Linked DNA regions of Bombyx mori: region 1 is linked to region 2. The links are chromatin contacts, called in public Hi-C maps. All regions are on one chromosome and are shown on one strand. The core of a region is the stretch at or near the end of the contact, and the rest is flanking DNA. Distances in the headings are between cores, read along the strand shown. Region 1 overlaps LOC101740562 (NADH-ubiquinone oxidoreductase 75 kDa subunit, mitochondrial). Region 2 overlaps LOC101740837 (reversion-inducing cysteine-rich protein with Kazal motifs).

Region 1 (6,858 bases), core at 93-2,592, 45 kb after region 2:
AGACAGGGATTTCTGAAGGCTCTGTGAAATTTATATATTTTTATGCCATCCATATTACGTTATAGATACCAGATACAAGATCAGAATAAGTTTTTTTTTACATCAGGGCAGACCAACTAGCAGGTGACTTGAGGTTAAATGGTTACTTGACACCACAAAAGTGCATTCTACAACTCCTCCGAGACACGGGTCGAAGGTTCGAACTTTTTTATTTTTTATTGCTTAGATGGGTGGACGAGCTCACAGCCCACCTGGTGTTAAGTGGTTACTGGAACCCATAGACATCTACAACGTAAATGCGCCACTCACCTTGAGAAATAAGTTGTAAGGTCTCAGTATAGTTACAGCGGCTGCCACACCCTTCAAACCGAAACGCATTACTGCTTCACGGCAGAAATAGGCAGGGCGGTGGTACCTACCCGCGCGGACTCACAACAGGTCCTACCACCAGTAAGAACTGGAACACATTTACTTGCTTTTTAGTAATGGCAACAATGTGGGCTCATAATTGTTTTTTTATTGCCCTTGTAGGCAGACGAGCATACGACCCACCTGATGGTGAGTTGTTACCGTCGCCCATGGACTTCAGCAATGCCAGGGGCATAGCCAAGCCACTGCCTACCATTAAGCACTCCCCACAAGCCTCGTATGAAGAAGAAATTGTTCGTTGAAATTGTCACAATAGTTCCCTTAGCGAGAGTTGTAATACACTCTCGGACACATCAATTGGCCTAGTGTTTTAAGTTTTGACGGTCCCTAGCAAAAAATAAACGTTAAAGTTAGGTTAGGTAGGCAGTTTCTTTTCTTTTTCATAATTCTAAATTTGAAATTTTAAAAAGCATCATCAGCTTCAAAACTGCATAAAAACTTATTGCTCTACCTAACGTTTGTTTTTAGCTAGGAACCGTCAAAACTTACAACACTAGGTACACCGATAGATGTGTCCGGGAGTGTATTACGATACTTTTTTTTATTGCTTAGATGGGTGTCGTCCGTTACACAATGACATTGTTTTTACTTATTCCAATTATTATACTCTTTATGCAAAACGCAAGCGTATTTTAATTTACTCGATTTACTAAAGAAAATTTATAAGAAAATGAAACCCATTTTATCTCATCACAGCCCGCCTGGCGTTAAATTGTTACTGGAGCCCATAGACATCTACAAGGTAAATGCGCCACCCAGCTTGAGATATAAGTTCTAAGGTCTCAATATAGTCACATACCTGTGCCAGAGCCGTCGCCTGCGCGAAGTAGTTGTTGTCCTGCACGTCCCCGTAGGCGACGAGCGCGGGGCTGATCTCGCTCATGCGCGCGCGGACCTCGTCCAGGTTGTCGTACGGGAGCCGCTCGCCCACCACCTCCGACAGCGCCCTGTCGCGTCACAACACTTACATTACAGGACAAACGAGGCCCTTGGGCAGTATTAAGTGGTAAGCGGCGGCTTGGCTCTGCCCCTAGCATTGCTGAGGTCTATGAGTGAAGTTGATCAGGCTGTATGCTCGCCTGCCTACAAGGGCAATAAAAAAAAAAGTTAATCATCATCGGCCGTCCCCTATTGGACATTGATCCAAGCTTCATTGGTATTCCTTCACATTATCATGAAGCGTGTAAAACAATGCTTGGATAATTGTAATATGCTAAATCGACACATAACGAGAAACAATATTAGTTTCTAAACATAAGAAACTTATCAAAGTCATACGAAATACATTGACGTGTCAGCTGATTTCGTATCGATTTACATTGCATGCTATACAAAAAAAAATATAAATGGTATTTTTCTATAACCATTATATTAAAGTTTCAGAAATCACGAAATTTCAACAAAGAATATCATCGACACACTGCCTATATGTACAAAATTCATTCGACCAGTATATTAGAGAGTCTGACGTAGGGCACGCGATTTACGCGCGTATTTTGAATATCGCGCGATGCTTGCGGGCGCGATGTATTAGCGCCTATAGTAGAATTATTTTGTCCGTGCAGTTTGGGTCATAAAAAATCGGAGCGGTGAAGCGAGTATTTCGCTCTCTCTTCCACTCACGAGCCCTATGGACGGGCATAGTGATGCGCACTATTGTTGTCGATAAGCGTTATCGATAGTGTATTTAGTTTTGTCATTTTGTGGGTTAGTGATAAATATGAAAGAAAGAATCACTAATCGAACACTTACACCACATATCGCCGCAGCAAGTTAACGATAACGGCAAAAATTAACACTTTGTAACTTTTCGGGATTTATTCTTATTTCAGTGAAAAAATTTAACATATTGTTGATAACAACACGTTCAAATATTATTTTGAATAAATTCTGCCGTTTTGATACAAAACAAAAGAGTAGCCGATTACTCATTTGTTTTTATCGTTAATGGCGTTGCGCCCGCGCCACAAGCTCACCGCCCTAGCCGGGCTATGTTTTATGACCCAAACTGCACGGACAAAATAATTCTATTATAGTATCTCATAAACGTTTCGCGGCGAATTCGCCCTTTCTGGATCAAATCTTATTGGTATTATTACTCTAAGAAAAATCATTAAAAATTTGTATTGGATTTGGAGATGCCCACTTCCCCCTAATCTACGGTACCGAATGATCTTCCAGTCGTCCCTGGCCTTCCCGGGCGGCGACACGGCGAGGAGCGTCTGCTGCGCGCGGCCCTCCGCGTTGACGTAGGTGGCGCGCTTCTCCGTGTAGGCGGCGCCGGGCAGCACCACGTCCGCGATCTGCGCGCCCACGTCGCCGTGGTGACCTGCAACCATAGCAACACTATCATTAGCCTCTTTTTTAACGCTGGGGTATCCGTTTACTGATACCCGGCCGAGAGGGGTAACAGACCGGGTTATGTCGGACTCCGGCGCCTCCAGAGAAGAAGAGGGAGAAGAAGAAGACCAAAGTCCTCCTCTTCTTCCTATTCCTACCAGGATACTACGCCTTGAGAAAGGCACGCGAGGCGCTGCGCGGCGTCTACCACGCAGGATCCGTCCCGCACAACCGACTACCGACTAAACCCCATCGAGCTCCACCACTCCGACTCCACCAAACCTACGGTACCGCACAGTGCGCGCCGAAGAACACTATCATTAGCCTGCACAATTAAATACCATCAATCGTCCTATTCCTACTGCTTTTTTTTTTCCTACCTAAGCTCATGGTCTAGCTAGAGAGACCATATCAGCGTCACCGAGCTAGTAGATGAGCTCACAGGACTCACACCTGATGACGTTGCTAGCCCGGACCGTAACAAGAGCCGTGCTTCGCGGAATCTACCACCGGATCGGAAACGCGACCCACTGAAAAGATCCGGCGAGAAACTCAGTGGGCTGTGCCTGAGGGTTAATTTACTCGCCGAGCCCTTCGTCGCAAGTGACGGGTTCGACGAGAACGCTGACCGGTAAGAGAACGATGACAGGTCCGGTTTTGTTTTGCGGTTAGAAATATGGATATTTTTTTAAGTCGTCGTGGCCTAAAGGATAAGACGTTCGGTGTATTCGTATCTAACAATGCACCGGTGTTCGAATCTGGCGGGCTAGTACCAATTTTTTCTAATGAAATACGTACTCAACAAATGATTACAAACAATTGACTTTCACGGTAAAAGAATAACATAATGTAATAAAAATCAATTACTGGTGGTAGGACCTCTTGTGAGTCCGCACGGATAGGTTCCACCACCCTGCCTATTTCTGCCGTGAAGCAGTAATGCGTTTCAGTTTGTAGGGTGGGGCAGCCGATGTAACTATACTAGATCTTAGACCTCATATCTCAAGGTGGGTGGCGCATTTACGCTGTAGATGTCTATGGGTTCGAGTAACCACTTAACACCAGGTGGGCTGTGAGCTCGTCTACCCATATAAGCAATAAAAAATAAATAAAAATAAGGTAGGTAGTTTGGACAGCCCTGTTATGAGAGACATCGGCATCTATACCTTGGTATATAACAAAGGCGTCTTTAGGCAAGGCCTCCCGCGTGACGACTCCGCTGTCGGCGCCCAGCAGGTACACCACGCGGGGCCCGCCCTGCAGCGCGCCGCCCACGCCCGGCTTGTACCCGATGTCCAGCGCCGCCACTTGCGATGCTGTGCGCTGGAGCACGTTCAGCACCTGGAGACAATAACGTAACTATTTATCGACTGTCCAAACGACGGTTTAATTAACTGCCTCAGTAATTTCAATACATTTCATGGACTTTTTGGCGGGAGCGCGAGGAGCGAAGTTGTGTGGTTTGTTTTATTTTGTCTATTTAATGTTTCTTCAGGTTTAAATGTGTAATAACGGTGGTTTATTAACTGTTCAATATCTGTGAAAGTGCACAAATGTGGGAAAATGAAACAAAGCTGCTGGACGTAGCTTCTCGGGATCCTCCAAAAAGTCCACTAAAAAAATGTAAATCACCACCATTTTACTGAGATTATATTTCATCACACATCATCTTATCTCATTTCATTTAATTACATCCCAGTAGATTAATGTCTCAAATTAGTCATCTTCATTTCATTTCACTCCATATTATCATTTTTCATAAAATTAAGAATATAAATTAAAATAAAACATGACTTAAAGGTCATAGTTATGAAATTATTAGGTCAAAAATCCCTTAAAAATAAAAAACGATTGTGTGGTTTTATGAAACCACGATAAAAGTGAAACTTTTTTTCACATTATAGACATTTAGCTCTGACAAAGAACATTTACATTAGACACTGACAAAAACAAACAAAATAGCGTCGAGCACTCGCACAAATGAGTAATGGCCTATACACTACACGGTCGGCTGCTGCGAACTATAGGCACCGCCATATTGGCCTTGGCTGCTCTGACGAGCCCCTTTCACTTTATCCCTACTCCGCGGCCGACCGTCACGCGACATGCGACACACAGACGAAAAAGTTTTGAGACGATGTAATAAAAGTTTCACTTTAAAAATACTTTATATTCTATATAGATTAATTGAGAGCCTGCCTTCCAGCTCTTATCGGCGAGCTTGTCGTGCAGCTTGAGAGCGAGCTGCTGCGTGTAGGCGAGCAGCGCGGCTCCCTCGGGCCCGCGCAGCTGCTCGGCGCCCAGGATGACGACGGGGCGCTTGGCTTGCTCCAGCCGCCTGGCCACCGCGTGCGAGCTGGTGCCGGTCGCCAGATCCTTCACTATAGAAGCTGAATCACCAGCGTGCTGAGCGTACCAAAAAAACAAAAAAAATTACATTTAGTTATTACCAGAAAATAAGAGGCTCTCAATGACGGAGTCCCATGCATCAGCCCGCTGAGTTTCTCGCAGGATCTTCTCAGCGGGTCCCGATTCCGGTAGTAGATTAATTCGCGAAGCAGCTACTCTTGAGTTATTAGGTCTCCTTCGAAGGCGCTCGGGCAGTTGTTAGTAAATCCCACCCCTCCTGGCTGAGCCTTGCTCGCCCACCTGTCCTGGTGATACTAGAAAGGCCTCCAGGCCACCAGTAATACTTCAATCATAAAAAAAAGAAATGACGGTGTTATTATTCATCATCAGCCTGTATCGCTCCACTACTGGATGTAGGCCTCTCCCATAGTCCGCCAAAATGAGCTATCCTCCGCTTTCCGCATCCAATCAGTCCACCGGGCAGGGGGGCGTCTGACGCTTCGCTCACCGGTACGTGGTCTCCAGTCCAGAACACGTCTTCTCCATCAGCCATCAATTCTGCGACACATATGTCCGGCCTATTGTCACTTCAGCTTCCTATCTTTAGGGCTATGTCGGTTACTTTGGTTCTTTGACGAATTTCCTAATCTCTGACTCGATCCATCTAAGAAACTTCGAGCATACACCTTTCCATAGCACGCTGAGAGAGTTTGAACTTACGGACCAAACCTACGTTGTTATTGTTGTGTTGTTATAATTAACAAGCAATTCATATCAAAGACCGAACAAATTTGAATGATGCCATATTGGTAGGGCGCCAGTAACAAAACACCCGGAAACCAAATATTGAAGCTAAGGAATCTACAGTTTCTAATTATTATATAGTTTTATTTAAGACTAGCTAGACCCGTCCGCTTCGCTGGGCATTTAAAATTAACATTATTATGTCTCACCCCCACAAAGATTCTCATTATGAACGCCCCCGCAACTGGTGTAAGGATTCCAACACTCATATAAATATTAGCCTATCCATTAAGTACATTTTCTACATGGAGCCACCAAGTTTCAAGTCAATTGGATGCATGGTTTAGTAAATATAACGGAACATTCGTAAAAACCACTGTAGATTTATATATTAGTATATATAAAAATGAATTGCTGTCCGTTAGTCTCGCTAAAACTCGAGAACGTCTGGACCGATTTGGCTAATTTTGGTCTTGAACTCTTTGTGGAAGTCCAGAGAAGGTTTAAAAGGTAGATAAATATGAAAATCTTCGGAATTTAATAAAAATAACAATTTGGTTTATCCTTTGATGTGTCTACCTCGGACTACCTCGGACGGATTCCTTTTGTTTCTTTTAAGGTTATTTTATACAAAAGATTAAATCTTTTATTTCTCGATTGAGGTACTACGAAGTCTGCCGGATTAGCTAGTATTAGTATATATGTAATATCCTATTTACTTTTTTTTTTATTGCCGTATAGTCAGACGAGCATACGGCCTACCTGATGGTGAGTGTTTACCGTCGCTCATGGACGTCAGCAATGCCAGGGGCAGAGCCAAGCCGCTGCCTACCGTTTAATACTCTTCACAAGCCTCGTTTGAAGAATTTATAAAATATAATGAAATCAGAAGTAAGAAACTAACCATGTACTCATAAGTGAGGTCGACCTTGGGTCCGACGAGTGCGACGTCCGTCTCCTTGTGAATGAAGGATTTACGGATCCGCGCGTTCAGGA
Region 2 (6,555 bases), core at 509-3,008:
GTAATGTTTTCTTTATTCATTTAATGTATGTATCTTTTATGCATTATTTTAAAAAAATATTAGCCATGTGCACTTCTTCTCTATATTCTCTGTAAGTGTGGAAAATTTCATACTCCTCCGTCCGTGCAAATTTTCGTAAAAAGGGATACAAAGTTTTTGCTTCACGTATTAATATATAGATAATGCATATTAAAATAATCATCTGTATAAACCATAAACACGGAACGATGGTTACGTATATACGGAACCGCAACGATGTGATAAACTTAAGCAAAGATGGGCGCGGTGCGAGTCAAACGTGCGCTTCGAATGTCGTTAATATAACGATCACTAGTTCGGATGGGTAAATATTAACGTATTCTAAAGTGGAAGCCACGAAATTATAATTAGAACGGCTAGTTGAAAACAGAGCGATCTGCAGTTTTTTTTCTGCCTATTCTGATAGCCTTGAGAGGCTATTTCAGCGTAACCTTAACTAGTAGGTGAGCTCACGGGGCTTAAACCTGACGACGTTGCTAACACGAACCCTATCGAGAGCCGTGCTTCGCAGAATCTACAAGTGCGCGACCCACTGAAAAGATCCGGCGATACACTCAGAGGGCTGATCTGCCGCTGATAACTTATAAAAGCCAAGCGTTGCTGCAATCTATCTGCTACTGTTTATAAACAATGCTTTGCTTAAACGTGTTTGATCTAACTGAACATCTGGTACTAATCGTGCAATTTCTATAAATTTTAGAATAATCCAAAAATCAGATTAATCGCATCTACATCTACATGTGATCTACATCTACATCGTTTGGGACATCTACGCCTAGGGGTAGAGGTCCCAAACGATGGTCGGACCAAATAGCGGAGGAACTGGGGATACCTGTCAGCGACGCACTCCACCGGGCTGCAGGGTGGGATCGATGGAGACAGCTGGTTGACGGAATCGGACGGAGTCACGATCCTCAGCAGTGAGAGACCGATCGAAGAGAGAGAGAGAGAGGACGAATTGGCTTAAAGGATAAGTCGTTCGGTGTACCTACTCGTATCAAGCGATGCTATGTCGGTGTTCACGCAGGCAGATACCATTTTGTCTAATGAGATACTTACTTAACTCATAATCACAAATGACTTCCACCCTGACGGAATAACATCGTCTAAGTCCCACGCTTGTATTAGCTCACCATTGCAGCAATACCAAACCACATCCGTGCCGTAAAAATGTACATACCGCAAAATAAACATACTATAACATAAACATAATGAATTTATTATAATTCTCATTGATCTAAGCAGCGTAGCCATGCGCAATTTATCCAAATTATTTAAAGACACTGCTGTGAAATAAAATTCGACCAATTTCGTACACATCAAAAACTCTGGACCGTACAGAAAATCTTTCACTAAAGCCCTTCGTTGCTTGAAAAAATAAATATAGGGAATTTTTACTAGCATGAAGATGTGAGTAACCCAAACACACAATGTTAAGTCTGGCCGGAGCCCACAGACTTTACTAAGTGAGCTGAGACCTGAGATAGAAGTCTCAATTGTATTGTATAACGGTTGTCCCAGTTGCCCCCACCCATGATACAAGAACGCATGACTTCTTCGCGACTGAAATGGACAGAATTACGTACCCCCGCAAGATTACAATGCACCCTATATAAGTATAAAATTGAATTGAGTTGGCAAACTTAAGGACTCCACCGAGAAGGGAAACTTACTGATTACTGCTCGAGTGCCTTCGAAGGAGGCCTGAGATCCACGGGATTGGAACCACGACCTGTCACGTCACTCCTCGAAGAGTACGGAGACCTGTGCTTTGTCTAGACCGTGCACCGAGCAAGAACCTGAATTTTTTTTCTACCTATGCTGATAGCCTTGAGAGGCTATTTCAGCTTCTCCTTGACGTGTAGGTGAACTCACGGGACTCTAGCCGGGAGTTGCTAACACTGGCCCTAGCAAGATCAGTGATTCGCAGAATCTACCACTGGATCGGAAACGCGACCACTAAGAAGATCCGGCGAGAAACCCATTGGGCTATGTCTATGGGTTAATTCACTCGTCGAGCCCTTCGTCGCAAGCGACTGGTTTGACTAGGACGGTGACCGGTGCTTGTGGTACCTAAAAGCATCATTAATGGATCGGGCGGGTCCGTAATGAAGTGTTTAGGGCGACGTCGATCACACATACCCGATCCTGTTTACCGTTCGGGCCACAGGATCGGGTATGTGTAAACCTGACGCGACCGCGGGCTTACTTTATATCAAGCTAGAAGGTCATAGCACCACTCTAAGACACTTAACCTTTCTGGTATTGGCTGGCCGAAAAGACTAGCCGGGGGTAATGAACCGTACATTGTCAAAACTAACTCAATTCAAAAATAACACATGTTGCAAACGATTAATGATGAACATTAGCGTCGCTTGATTATATTTAATTGATGCTCGGAAATACTGAACGCGTATTGGAACAGAGTAACGATCGTATGTCCTTTTAAAATATCCAATTACTGATTCGGAGCGCTTTGTTAAGCCTAATTAAGCAGTAAAAATAAAACGAGGAAGTGGTGGCTGTTTTTTTGAAAAGCAAAACATCTAAACTCAATGATATTTTTGAATTCGAATTCCTTTGCAATATTTTATCATGCAACTAAAATTGTCTTGTACACAGCAACCAACTTTCTGAAAATATATATAATGATATTTGTTGGGTACTCCAGATTAAATAAACAATAAAAAGCTTAATTGCGTTTTCTGTTATATTTATAACTAGCGACCCGCCCTCGCTTCGCTTCGGAAACTGTAATTTATTATTGATTTTTCCACTATTTAATGGATGTTATTATACATATAAACCTTCCTCTTCAATTACTCTATCTATTAAAAAAAAACGCATTAAAATCCGTTGCGTAGTTTTAAAGATTTAAGCATACCTAAGAATATAGGGCCAAAGAAAGCGACTTTGTTTTTTATACTATGTAGAGATGAGAAAACAACATTTAAAGCCCAACAAATCTAATAAAACTTATATTTTTAAACAAGCTGAACTTTCTTTTTACTGAATGTCAACTTCACTGAATGACATATATGAAAAATCCTTTTTAGAAAAAAAAAGAAAGAGAAGAAAGTTTTATACTATGAAGGTTTTTCTTTACATACATAATTTAGATTAATTTTAATTCATTCATTCATAAAGGCCCGCAAGAAATTGATAGAGAGAACCGAAGACTGAGCCCAGTGGTGTGGTTTGGGAGAGAAACATGCCCAGCAGTGGACCATTACCGGCTGAAGATGATGATAGATTGGAATAAGGCCATATTATATTGTATGCGATTTTTGGTATAAGATTATTTAAACTATTGACTATTGACCACTGAATTCGTTAGAAGTTGAGATACCAAGAAAAATAGATCAGCTAAGAGCTATTCTTCAATAGAACCGATCATGTTTCGACTTTGAGAACTACACATTGTTAGTTACGATTTTCGACCCTTGCATCATGATGTCTATAGGGTTAGATAGCCAGCTTGTTGATCAAAGCACGCCACATATCAATTTTCCCAATCAGGTGGTAAAACAATAACGAACAAAAAAATAATGCTCTACGTGCGAAAGATCTGTACTCCGAAGTGAAGAGGTTATCATAGTTCAAACTCTGAGGTAACATTCAAAGAGATTGATAACATCATGAGAGTTCTTGGAAGTGCTCAATGCGCAAGCGCGGCTGTGGTGATAAGAACATTACTACCCACATTAATAAATTTATTGGACATCGCTAACACATTTTACAATGACATTAGTTTTCTTCTTAAAATAAATATTGGTTATTTTAGCGAATAGACAAATAAAAATTAGGGATACTTCAATGAATGTATGAATGTAATCAATTCATATTTTCCCTCATAGAATTGAATTGAAACTCGAAACCGCTGCAACAACTATGGACATACGATACAACAAGAACCACTTAGCTTTACCCTCAACAAATAAAAACATAAATTCTACAATTACTTAATTTAAATTATAAAAATATCTACAATAATTTCAAGTTTCAGGACAATTAATACATTTTGATTACTGTTTCTTTTTCGTTAATTAAATTCTTGGTACAAAACGAATCGAATCAGTTCAATAGTTTTACATGTAAATAATACAACTATAACATAATACAATATATACACATATGCATCATTAAAATATGTATGGAAATCACGCTTCAAGGTGTCAGAACAATGATCATTGTATACAAATGACTCTCAACTTATCCGACATAATTCAGAGATACAATTATTTGTCAATTGTTTCTCTACCAATAAATTAAGGCGAATTTCAAACATTTTTAATGAAGCAAGATAAGATAAGCTATTTTCCGTGCACCAGCATAAATGAAGAAATGATTCGACAGCTAATGAGAACCAAACATTTAACGGAAAAAATTTGGACATTGTCATATTACGTTCATGGAAGTAAGCATTTGTTAACATTATAGTCCACCTGGTGTTAAGTGGTTACTGGAGCCCATAGACCCCTTCAACGTAAATGCGCCACCCACCTTGACATATAAGTTGTACTCAGTATAGTTACAACGGCTGCCCCACCCTTCAAGCCGAAACGCATTACTGCTTCACGGCAGAAATAAGCGCGGTGGTGGTACCTACCCGTGCGGACTGACATGAGGTCCTACCACCAATAGTTGTTAGTATCCATTGCAACGTTCATAAGGGACTTTGTCTATTTCTTTTTTTCTTTTAATTCATTCGTTTTTGGTTCTATGAATTATATTTTATCATTATAATCATTGAGATTTTGAAATATCGAACAGATAAAAATATTACTTTTCATTAGTTTTTCACGTTTGAAATTTAAAAAAACAAAGCTTAATTAATATTCTAACGTTTCGTCGCAGACGTGAGTCATTCGGTGGCTAACGGACTCTCTCACGTTCATTATTTGTGGACTTTGGCAACAAAACTGAAACAAACTTATACAAAAAATCTAAAACGAATTGTGAAATTAGCATACGAAGCATTAACCCTTTATTCGTCAGAAAAATAAAGGCTTATTCTTATTCTATAAAATTAAAAACTGCATACTTTGAAACATAAGATTGTATGTAAGTAAATCAAAATAAAATAAATTACAGCTGTTTTATTTTTACATTAATATTGTTTCGATTGTTTTACAGTTTCTGTAAATACTGTTTATAATCAAAGAAAACAACTATAAATAAATAAATAAATAAAAAAACAGATGAATATAACCTCATACAATTTGATTTACTTATCACGCCTGTTGGTATCAATCTAGACTAATAAATTTCTACATAACATATTACGTGTTAATAATTATTTTTAGGAAACGTACCGAAAACTAAATAAAAATGTCAATGCGGAAATACGTGGGCGTTTCCAACATTCTTCGTAACGCGAACTAACGAAGTGCCGATCTCTAAAATAAACCAACAAACAACAATAGCCAACACAACACACACCTCGTATCTTCACGGATTGCAATATTGGCATTGGAAATATTCTCTCCTCGCACGTCCAAGTGCAATAACCCAAATAAGCAAGAATATTTTTACATTCATACGAGGTTCGGCATTAAAAAACATGGCTTATTATTCAATCCGCGACGTGCGTTTGTCAATGGCGACAGAATAAAAAGTGTTCCGTTGTATTACTGAGATGTAAAGGTCTCCCATGATATTAGCATAGACACAATCGAGTCAGGTTGACATCACCTCTGTATCGACGCCATGTCAGTTGACACGTCCTGCGATATACGTGGCCTGCATCCAGTGGAGGTTACCATAACTATGAGTTTGGTTGTGCACGCTTCCTTGAAATATACATATGAAGATTAGGAAGCCAATATTAATATTAGCTTTTTTTTTTTTCACTAACTGATCAAATATATTGAAATCATTCAATATTCTTAGATAGAGCGTCTTGTGAGCCCGTACTGCTATGCACCACTACCCTGCCTATTTCTGCCGTGGAGCAGTAATCCGTTTCGGTTTGAATAGTGGGTCAGCCGTGTTACGGCAGTGGAGGTTTTGTACTGATATCTATTTTATGTCTATGGTAACAGTGGTAGCAACTCGATTTTGGCAGTCCACTGACCTAAGCAAAAATTACAAAAAAATATCATTTAAATCATTTAAAAAAAAATACTGCAAATCCCGTGCTTGGAATGAAATGGTTGGTTTTACCGTAACTCAGATAACTACCATCCAAGTAGTAGTAATCTCCCTACTGCCTGAGACTCCCATTGAATATTTTTGGTAGTAAGACGTATTGCGAGACCATGCGGGTTGGTAATATTTCTGTCCAAAAGGATGCATGAGTTTGAAGAGTCAATGGAAACCGCTACATCATGTAAGTAGGCTAACGTCAGGATTACCGTGACACCAGATGGCAAGGCATCCTTATGGTGGTCTAATAAAAAAGATGAGGTAATTTAAATGATACACAGTAGTAATATCGTATCAGAAACTCAGCAACTCCTGGCCTCATTCATCAAAAACTACAAACATAATGAATCTATTAGAATTCGGTGCACA

The links. Hi-C and Micro-C count contacts between places; a contact is called where the count stands out from the background.
Region 1: a contact with region 2 is called in a Hi-C map of whole pupa, with 1.7 times the contacts expected there. The contact joins two enhancer-like sites. A contact is called at or near these places in 2 of 7 Hi-C or Micro-C datasets (both in whole pupa).

What each region holds. Positions count from the first base shown.
Region 1 is chr3:10,641,984-10,648,841 of ASM3026992v2, forward strand. LOC101740562 (NADH-ubiquinone oxidoreductase 75 kDa subunit, mitochondrial) reads right to left here. Exons shown (of 14, transcript XM_004931660.5): 9 at 6,767-6,858; 10 at 4,969-5,175; 11 at 3,936-4,110; 12 at 2,596-2,758; 13 at 1,229-1,376; 14 at 1-21. Among protein-coding and RNA genes, the nearest start is that of Mir2807b, 8.6 kb to the left of the region's middle. Within about 2 kb of position 1,343, at least 2 of the 8 cell types and tissues checked have open chromatin away from gene starts, as enhancers often do.
Region 2 is chr3:10,596,778-10,603,332 of ASM3026992v2, forward strand. All of the region lies in intron 3 of LOC101740837 (reversion-inducing cysteine-rich protein with Kazal motifs), which reads right to left. Among protein-coding and RNA genes, the nearest start is that of LOC101740837, 34 kb to the right of the region's middle. Within about 2 kb of position 1,759, at least 1 of the 8 cell types and tissues checked has open chromatin away from gene starts, as enhancers often do.